Linked DNA regions of Zea mays: region 1 is linked to region 2. A link is a contact called in public Hi-C data. All regions are on one chromosome and are shown on one strand. Each heading gives the region's core, a stretch centred on a gene start, on an enhancer-like site or on the middle of the called end of the contact. The rest is flanking DNA. Distances are from core to core; before and after follow the strand shown. Region 1 holds the start of LOC103639121 (cytochrome P450 93G2). Region 2 holds the start of LOC100283257.

What was found. Hi-C and Micro-C count contacts between places; a contact is called where the count stands out from the background.
Region 1: a Hi-C map of leaf shows a contact between it and region 2, with 5 times the contacts expected there. The contact joins the promoter of LOC103639121 here to the promoter of LOC100283257 in region 2.

Annotation. Positions count from the first base shown.
Region 1 is chr9:134,228,389-134,233,723 of Zm-B73-REFERENCE-NAM-5.0, forward strand. LOC103639121 (cytochrome P450 93G2) reads left to right here and starts at 1,461. Exons shown (of 1, transcript XM_008661918.2): 1 at 1,461-3,472. The coding sequence starts at 1,657. The coding sequence ends at 3,228.
Region 2 is chr9:133,992,543-133,998,078 of Zm-B73-REFERENCE-NAM-5.0, forward strand. It overlaps LOC100283257, which reads right to left and starts at 3,608. Exons shown (of 6, transcript NM_001156159.2): 1 at 3,391-3,608; 2 at 3,199-3,275; 3 at 3,040-3,101; 4 at 1,909-2,027; 5 at 1,267-1,437; 6 at 757-1,168. The coding sequence starts at 3,444. The coding sequence ends at 1,139.

The sequences.
Region 1 (5,335 bases), core at 211-2,710, 230 kb after region 2:
GTGCGGGCATAAATATGCTCGTTAAGTATTATGGATGCGTGCGCGACTTAATATATTGGATATCAATGAGTGAGTGTTTGCTCCACCCGCATTACATCCTACCTTTGCATCCCTACTATTTTGGCATTAGCATGATCACATTTTTCTGTTTTAAATATTAATATATTTTTGTTTTTAAATATCTTATTTATATTGTTTAAGTATTTGCACTTGTTGATCACCCAGTAGGTAAAAATCTATCCGTTAAGTATTATAGGTGTGAGTGTGACTTATGTTGGATATCAACATGAGTGGGTGTTTGCTCCATCCTCATTACAACCCCCCATTGTATCCCTACTATTTTTGCAGTAGCATGGTTACCGTTATTTTTTTGTGTTTAAATATTAAGATATTTTGGTTTTAATATATTGTTTGTATTATATGTGTATACATAGTGTATTTTTAAATATATAAAAAGTAACATACTTAAAATAGCCAAAATATCTTGGAACCCAGGGAGTAACTAACAAGACTTTTATCTCGCTATGGTTGATCTCTTCCTTCTCAACGAGTTGTGATGCAATAATTGCCCACTTTATTGCCATACCGCTTATGGACCATTCATGGTGGCGGTGGTGGTGGGCGGGGATGATTTTTTGGAACATTGAGATGATCATATGAGTTATAATATAATCTTATAGATTGTGTTAACGTTAGGATCCTAAGAAGAGAGAAGGGGTCGACGACGGCGTCGACGGCGCGAGGGGAGGGGTTGGTGGCGGGGACGTGGAGAATGATGATGAATGATTCAAATAATATTGTCTATTAGAATTGAGTGAGTAAGAAAGAGTGTGTTATGTGGCGATTTGATTTTGACGATGTGTTAGGTCTGGTGCAATTTGGTTGGCAGATTTTAACGAAGGAATGAGCGTGGGATAATTTGGTTGAGTAGGTTTTGCAAAGTTTAAACTGGTGATAATACAGTGAAAATAGACAAGTGCAAAAATGACTGAGTTAACGGATAATTATTTGATTTTTGAATTTGTAGGGCGTTCTACTTTTTTCAGGAACAGGAACGTGACAAAAAATATTTAAAAAGTATGTGTAATCTATATTCACGGTTCGAGTTTTTTCCCCGTTAGTTGTGACTTAAATCCTGTTGTGTTGGTGAGGGTAATCTAATTGCTACAATATTACAATGTTATATACCGATTTTTGATTTTCTTTGTTCTAAAATATAAAAGGGTTTGATTATTTTTTCTAGCTATATTATTTTACTGTGTATTAAAATATAATATGTATCTAAATTATATACATTGTAAAAAAATAAATTATTAAAAAAAGCATAAGTTAAAATGAATGGAGTAGTTTATGGTCGCGGAATGCAATCGGGGCCGCATACCGTACCTAACCTTTTTGAGGTCAAATCGGGTCTTTTGTTTATGTTCGGCACGAGAAAGAGATCAACCGCTCCGTGATGGCAGTGGCAGTGGCACACAGAGAGGTAGGTGCCACGGGCGGCCTGCGTTCCTCCCCGTCGCTCCTGGCTTTTGGCTGGCCCTCTCTCCATCACTGCCCCTCTTGTGTTCTATACATAGCAAAGTACTACTATTATGCAGAGTCCAACCACGCCTCGAAATATAACCCCCCGCCACACCGTACGAGACGAGGGCAGATATGGAAGCTGATGCTGCTGCTGCCAGTGGCGGCCTGGCCCTGCTGCCCGCCGTGCTGCTCCTCGTGGCGCTCTCCACCCTCGTCTTCTCCACATGGAGCAACCGCAACAGCAGGCTGCCCCCGAGCCCGATGGCCCTCCCGCTGATCGGACACCTGCACCTCATCCGCCCGCCGCCGCACAGGGCCTTCGACCGCATCCTGGCACGCTACGGGCCGCTCGTCTACCTCCGCCTCGGGCCCTCCACGCACTGCGTCGTCGCGGGCACCGCGGACGCCGCGCGGGACCTCCTCAAGCACGAGGCCAGCATCCCGGAGCGGCCGCTCACGGCCGTCACGCGCCACCTCGCCTACGACGACGCCGGCTTCGCCTTCGCGCCCTACGGCCCGCACTGGCGCTTCATGAAGCGCCTCTGCATGTCGGAGCTGCTGGGCCCGCGGACCGTGGACCAGCTGCGCCCCGTGCGGGAGGCCGAGCTGGCGGCCGTGCTGGAGGCGGCGCGCCAGGCGGCCGCCGCTCGGGAGCCCATCGACGTCAGCCGCCACCTCATCAGCATGTCCAACAACGCCATCATGCGCATGGTGGCCAGCGCGCTGCCGGGCCACATGACGGAGGCGGCCAGGGACTGCGCCAAGCACGTCGCCGAGCTCGTGGGGGCCTTCAACGTCGAGGACTACGTCGGCCTCTGCCGCGGCTGGGACCTGCAGGGGCTCACGCGGAGGACGCGCGAGGTGCGTGACAAGTTCGACGCGCTGCTGGAGATCATGATCACGGGCAAGGAGGAGAGTCGCCGTCGTCGCCACGCCACCACCGACACCGGCGGCGGCACCAAGGACCTGCTGGACATCCTCATGGACGCGGCGGAGGACGCCAACGCCGAGGTCAGGCTCACCAGGGAGAACATCAAGGCGTTCGTCCTCGACATCTTCACGGCCGGCTCCGACACCACCGCCACCAGCGTGGAGTGGATGCTGGCGCTGCTCATCAACCACCCGGCCTGCATGGACAAGCTGCGCGCGGAGCTGGACGCCGTGGTGGGCGCGTCGCGCCTGGTCGGGGAGCAGGACGTCCCGCGCCTTCCCTACCTGCAGGCCGTCTTCAAGGAGACGCTGCGGCTGCAGCCCCCCGCGGTGTTCGCTCAGCGGGAGACCATCGAGCCGGTCCACGTCCGCGGCTACGTCATCCCGCCCAAGACCTCCGTCTTCTTCAACATCTTCTCCATCGGCCGCGACCCGGGCTGCTGGGAGGACCCGCTCCAGTTCCGGCCCGAGCGCTTCATGCCCGGCGGCGCCGGCGCCGGCGTGGACCCCAAGGGGCAGCACATGCAGCTCATGCCGTTTGGAAGCGGCCGCCGCGCCTGCCCCGGCATGGGCCTAGCCATGCAGGCCGTGCCGGCCTTCCTCGCCGCGCTGGTGCAGTGCTTCCACTGGGAGGTGCCCATCCCGCCGGGCCAATCCACTGCGCCGCCCTTGGACATGGAGGAGGCAGCGGGGCTCGTCACCGCCCGGAAGAACCATCTCCTCCTCATCCCCACACCGCGCCTCAATCCGCTACCGGCAAGAGCGGCTACGTAGTTAGTACCTGCGAATCCAGTCTCAGTTCATCGGTCCATCCAAATTCAGACGTGTCCTCCATTATTGCAAGCCGCGCACTAAGATCATATTTCTGTTTGTTTATATTTCTCGGTCACACATACGTTTGCAATCACCTTCAGGAAAAGTGACCTTTGTACCCGTTCGATGTTGGTACATCCAGATCCGTGTGCTCAGGAATTACGTATTACTACTATATATATACTGGTCCGTTTGAGTCCTATCACATCGGATGATTAAGGACATGTTTGAAACCACCTAGTGTTTAACAAACTGATTATAAAAACTGAGGTGGTTCCAGAAATATCAGTCTCAGTTTATAGAAATTAGATTCACAGTTTTTTAAAAACCAAGAAGCTAGTCTCTCCTAGCTAAAAAACTAATTATACAGATAAGAACTAAATAACAAGACAAGTATTAAGTATAATTAGTCCATGATTCGCTTATGTGATGCTACAGTAAACATTTGCTAATCCAGGATTAATTAGGCTTAATAAATTTGTTCCGTCGTTTAGTCTTTATTTATATAACTAGTTTTGTAATTAGACTATATTTAATAGTTTTGTGACTAGACTATATTTAATACTCGTAATCGACACTAATATCTAATGTGACAAAGACTAAATTTTAGTTAGGTGTCCTACCCCGTAATGATCAAAGATAACATGGTTGTCACACTTTGGATGTTCATTATTCACCAGTTAGTGAAGGATGGTGTATTGAACTTCATGTTATGTGCAATGATCAAAGGTAGCATGGTTGGCTAATCGAATAAATAATCATTGTTCAACATTTGATGATCGAGGTTGATGCTTATATAGCCTCATCATTTGAGGAGATGAAACATAATTAAGGCAAAGATATAACTTGTAGGGCATTTCATTTCATCGTCAAAGGTTGTTTAGAGAAGTGTATGATCAGGTTTAGAATAGATTGTCCTACTATTAAGAGGGGCGAACTTGTTCGCATATCATACACATAGAGCCATTTGAGTGATCTAACTTTGTATACGCTGCTAGAATCGAGTGATAATTGAAAGTTGAGAGAAAAACCTTTGGAAAATGGTTTAAAAATACTAAGGCTAAAATTTGTTGATCATCCTATGTGAGATCATTTGGAGTCAACATGCTTTAGATTTTTTTTGGTATGCTCCTAATTAATAGTTGGACCTTTGGATTGGAATTCTAGGTTGATCCATTGCGTTTTAAATCAATGATTTAAGTGGGTTGTGTATCCTTTTGGCCTTTGAATAATATTTTAAAAAAAAATCAAGATTATTGAAGTTGGAGTTTGGACAAAAAAATATTGTCGTTTTATTGTCTTGCTTTGTCCATAAGGCCCCACACAAAACTAGATGTCCAACATCTTTAGCATTGAGTACATTTTTCAAAGGCTTTCACTTGCTTCTCACCATGCCACTTGATCCTAGTGCATATGCACTATTAGATTGCTCTCCAAGTGGTACTAGATAATCATATTAGCAACTAACTTGCGCAGGTTTAGAGTACGAATATCTATACTATCAACCTAGACATTTCACTTTTCTAATCACCACATAAGACATAAACAGTGAAATACAAAGTAGGCATAGCTAGGACTGAACTCCGAGATGTTAGAGCAAGAGCTCTGGGTAGTTAGAATAATTTGAAAATATTGGGCAATTTATTTTATAAATACTACCCAAACTTCTAACAAACAACTTGATGCAATGCACCAGAGCACTCTCAAACTAACTAGAATGCAATCCCTAGCAAAGTGTGCGAGTTAGAGAGGTTTGGAGGCTTGGATGTTTGTCATTAGAATGCCATCACTAAAAAACTTGGCACATGTTTGTCATTAACTACCAAAACACTAGCCTACATGCTTCACAGGAGCAGCGTAAAAGAGAGCTCAATGGAGAGTCGCGAGCATCAGCCAATTGTGCGCCTACACCCTGAAAAAAGTGTGTACCCTAAGGCGCTCTACACCGTGAAGGCCAAGAGAGTACAATGTCGCGCGGCGCAGCCATAGTTTTTTCATTTTTTACATTTAAAATGTTTAAAATGTCAAAACTATACCCTAAAACTTAAAAAGTGCAAAAAATAGTTAA
Region 2 (5,536 bases), core at 2,358-4,857:
TATTATTATTGTATCTTAATCATTTTTCGTTAAATAAAAAATGAACCAAATTTCGGGTCGGGTTCGGATTACCCGCGGGTTGAAACAGGAACCCGTCCCCACACCTACGAAACTTCAGGTCGTGCACCCATGGGTCAAAATATTCACCGGTACCCGCATCCTTCGTGCTGGGCACCCATCGGGTTTTAGGTTTGCTAGTTAGATTGCCATACCTAATTACAGCTTCTTCTAGCTTTCTTTCTTAAGTTTACGTTTCATCAAAAACAACTTCAACTTTATCAATGAAGCTGCTCGTAGACTTCATGTTTGTACTTGTACCTGGATCTCAAAAGGGTCCTTAATTTGTGCAAGAAACTCTAAAGCAGGCCTCTATTATCCAATGTGCGTGTGCCTCGTAAGGAGAAACCTGCCCGTGTTTGGTTCGGCTTCGCAGCCGCTTCTGGTTGCCAAACGTCCAGACTTTGGCCAACTTCTCAAGGAAGCGCTTCCTACAACCGTAGCAGTAGCACGCAGTAGTAGCATGTTAAGTCCGAACCAATCTAAAGACCGCGTCCGGAATAATCTGAGTGAGCGACGGTCCATTTAATTGTAAAACTTATGCATTGTCAGTTTAAATTAATTTATAAAAAATTATATTTATAGGACGATAAATTACTTTATTATCAAACACCTAGATTCTTATAAACCAACTTCTCTCCATAGCTAGCTTTACCCTACAGTGAGTTTATCAGAAAAGCTCCACCGAAAAAAGTTGATCCAAACAGGCCAGTAACACAAGCCCGCCCAGTGTGATATGGCGCAAAACATGGCCGTCCAGTACCACCAGCCTCGATGAGACCAGTCCGTCATCCGGAACGAGCGTCAAAACATACATGCTTCACCAACGTTAAGTTTTGCATCAATATACCATGTCTTCACTTCTTCACACAGAAAGGGCAAAAGCTAGCAGATGATGGCTACTTAATACAACCTCTACTTACACGAACGGAAGGCGAAAAGGAGGGTAACATTACACAGAATTTTTACTACAGATAAGCAAAGACGTCCGGTCTGAATGTTACTACGACGAAATATTTCAGCAAGTGCCTATTTCTGCTGCAAGTGTGTGGTGGATGAGACGAGACAAGCTCACAAAAAATTATTCCTCAAGGGCCTTCTGGATGTCCTTCTGCAGAGTCGAAGAAACACGAATCCATGCATCAAAAAGAAAACGTAGGCAGACGTCTGGAGAGGGAGAGAGAGACAGAGACAGAGAGGGAAGGAGACCTCAATTGCCATTGGAGCTGTCGAGGTTCCGTATCTCTCGATGACCTTCCCATCTTTGTCCACCAGAAACTTGGTAAAGTTCCATTTGATCCTTGATGACCCAAACAAACCAGGCTTGCTAGCTTTCAGAAACTTGTAAACCGGCGCCGCATCTGGTCCGTTTACGCGCACCTGCAAAACCCGAGTTTAGAATGCAATCAGCTTTCTTTAATTAGCAATATAAGAACACACAGCTCCGGTTTGCACGTTGATGTCAACCTGTCAGGTCTATCCAAAATATCAATGCGCGTGCCAGCAAATTCTCACCATGGCTGATTAATCGTACTTTTTAGATGGTGAGATGCAGATGCAGATTGCGTCTTTAAACACGCTTCTGCAACTTGTCTGATTGTGGCCAACTAAAAACCAATATAACAACGCATCGTCGAGTTATAGGACTAAGGGTATTTCTACCACATGTTGTTAGTTTCCAAATTGATGTATTCTGCCATGCGATCTTTGCATCTTCTAGAAATTAGCGTAAGTAATATCCAATATTATTCTAGCTGCCAGGTAAACGAGACTACTGTTCAGAGTACCTTATCTAAGAAAAAGGACCAAAAGTTCCCTAGCAAGCTAGCAAGTCTGGTAAACAGTTCTCACCTTCTGAAAAACTGGGTATTCAGCTTTAAATCTGGTGCAAGCAAAGTCTTGTATCTGCTGATCAGTACCTGGCTCCTGTCGCAAGAACTGATTGCAAGGGAATGCCAATATCTCGAAGTCTAGCAAGATTGGAAGTAAAATCAGTTTCTGTTAGATCTAGAGAATAAAACCATTTCAATGGAATATCAAGCGCAGACTGAATCAAAGTACACACAGGCATAGTTGCAAAAGACAATGGGATTGTTTGATAGCCATATACTGAATTCACAACAGAGCAAATTTGCTGCAAGTGTAAGTGGGTACAGTACTTGATGCCTTAGACTATCTCAAGTAGCTTACACATCCCCATACCTATATTTAAACTCCACTCTGCGAACAATACAGTCTACAGTGCAAAACAATGTTTTTGGGTAAACTATGGATAGACTACTGCAGACGGCCTTAGTAGCAAGAAAAACATTATCATTCTAGCGTCATTTAAACTCCATACAGTTTTGATTTAATTTCGCCAAACAGTCATACAATTTTTATTTAATTTCACCAAACAGTGCAATGTTGGCTGAGAGCCAGAAAATGTTAGGTGGAAGCTAATTTTAGTTGTCGAAGAAATTTGGGAAAACAATCCTCAAGGAAACAAACCATCTTCTTTGGGAAACAGGGTTCTCACAGGCTCCTTTCAGAACCCTTCGCTGATCCTCAAAAGGTATCTGCAAGTTAGAACTACTATCCAAGCACTCCAGAAAACGGGAGATCATTCAGATTTGATAAGCGAATGCAATGAAATTGTATGCGCACTTCACCAGCTGCCTATCTAATCTAAGCTGCATAAAACACATGCATGTCTGAAAATAGTTGAAGAAATGAGCTACAGGTAAACAAAGCTTTTGGTATGAATGCTGTGTGGCAAGCAATGTAAAATCTCCCTTGGGCAAGACTACTCGCACACTTTTTTCAGGAGAATATTTTTCGTGATTTTTTGCCATTCCACTTCAAACAGAAGACAAGAACCACTGTTCCAACAAGCATCAACGTGCACTACTCCAATTACCCACTTCTACGCACCAACTTCCAGAGAGATTCACATTTCAGGCGCAACAACAGATCAAGAACCACATCAGGCAAAGAACAGACCTTTGTCCCTGTACTTCTGATAAAGCTCCGTCAGCTGCGTGTAATTGGTCTCCGTGAACCCACTGACGGCATCGAGAACATCAAAACTGTCTCAGCATCTCCCGAACCACGAGAATACCAAGAACAAATTCTTCCAACTGTCAGGGAAAGATAGCGTACCATTTGGAGGCGACGTTAACAACAAGGAGGACCTTCCCCTTGTAGGTTTCCAGGCTCACTTCCTTGCCGTTGCAATCCTGCTCCACGAATAAACCCCAAAATTATCTTTTTGCGAAAAAAAATCAGAAAAAGAAACTAAAAATACAAACAGGACCACGCAGGAGCGTGATCTCGGGATGGGGATCGCCGCACCTTGACGGTGAATTCGTGTATGGAGGTCTCCGGCACGGATTCGGCCGCCCCCATCTCGCCTCCGCTTCGCCTCTCCTTCCCTTCCCTACCCGAACGGGGCTCTCTGGAATCCCCGTCTCCTGATTTGATTTTTCTCGTGTTTTTTTTCTTTTTGTTCCAGTAATAATGGGGAGGGAAGAGCGGAGAGAAGCGCGTGGTCGTTTATTCATAGAACGCCGAGCGGTTGAGCAGTGGCACAGGCTGTCAGGTCTGCATCTGGGCCCACGAATAGCATTAATGTGACGGCACAAAACCACAAACCGTGTCGACTCCTCTTCTCTGTTGCGGTGGATATTGCAGCGGGAGATTGAAGTTGCCGTGGAGGAGTAATGAATTTATTAGAGGGTGTTTGGCATACCAGATTTGTTATAAAGTTATAGGTGGAGCAACTCTAGATTGTCTTTATAACCGGTAATAGTGATGGATAAATATTTTTCAAACTTCATGAGTTGACTTTTAGTTGTTTCAGAGCAATAAAAAAAGATTTGTACCTTAGCTCTCAAATTTTAGGGAGTTTAAGAGAGTTTGGCTGACTCTAACTAGTTCTTTATAAAATCTTGCTCTGAGAGCAACACCACTAGTTCCCTAAAGAACTCTCTAAATCTTAAATATAAAAAGTAAACAGAAAAATGCTTCTCCAATGGTTCTCTAAATAGACTTGCTAAATTTACTTAGTTGCTATTAAACTCTATTTACTCTCCAAATTTAGCAACTCGATAGGAACTCCCTTAATACAGTTGGCGTCAATTTATTCACATTAGCGTGATTATTTTTCCCTTTTCCACACACTGAGATAGCCAGGTATAGCACACTTTTTTTCCCACTTTCTAGCATAGTGAGGTAGCTAGGTCAAACACGTGTGACACACGTTTCTCCTTTACCGTCGAACCCAACTTCCTCATAGGTTGCGCCACCGGACCATCACTCCTCCATAGTTAATGTCGACCGGCCTTTTCTCTTCCGTCCTCGACATCCTCTGCTCTCAACCTTATTGTCAGCCAGATATCATGGGAGGCAGGGCTGCCAAAGCTAGATTCAAAATACTTCCTAAATATGAGCAACTATTGGAGACTAAGTTATTTTTTACTTCCAATAGCTATTTAGCAACTTGCTAAACATGATTTTAACAAACTCTTTTTTAAGAACTATTGGAGTTGCTCTGAAGTTATGCGTTATGCCAAACACCCTCTAAAGTCTATAACGAAATCTTATGTAAATTCAAGGTAGAATAGGTTTATAATGATATATTGGAGACTGATATAAAACTTAGACCTCTTGATCATCCTAAGTCCGTAGTTTACTAATCCGAGACTACCTCGATGACGATATGAGTCCTAAAGCCTAATCCGAGGGATTAAAAGGAATGATCTCCTATCCTAGGGAGATGGCGATGTTGGTCCTTTGGATTTTGTGGGCGTAGCCCTATAGAAAAAATTAATTAAATCCTATAAAATCTCAAAGACCTATATATGATAAGGAAATGGTCCCATATTGATAGTTTAAGTAGAGTTAGACTAGTTTATATGTGGTGGTGTTTCTCTCTCACCAAATCATGAATGAGGGGAGAGAGGACGGAGTACTACACCTGCATGCTCTCGCTCGCCATGCCTGGCCTGGCACGAGTGCGCAACGTGAATGGTCCACCGAAATTCGGTCCCTCGCCTTGCGTGGACATGACTACCTTTTTGCTATTTTTATTTTTATTTGTCGATACTTTGTTGTTAAGTTATAGTCTTTATCGGATCACGGTTAGATCGTGACATGAATCCTTATCAGATCACGATCAGTTTTTATCGAATCACGATCAAATCTGACATGGGTCCTTATCAGATCGAAAGACGTGGAGGTGACTCTACAAATTATTATGAACAATCGTCGCCAAAAATATGCTATACACGAGTTAGGTTTTGCCTTTGCTTGTTCTTGCGTCGTCGTCATGGTCTTTTTCACCCCAAGCGCCGACATGCATCTGCAATCGAAAGAACAAGTCTCGAGAACCAATCGCCCCTTTAGATCCTGCACTTGGAGAAGGTGCGAGACTGCTCGCGTCCTTCTCGATGACTGTTGCTGACGTCATCCTTGACGCTTATGAATTGTGCCTAACAAC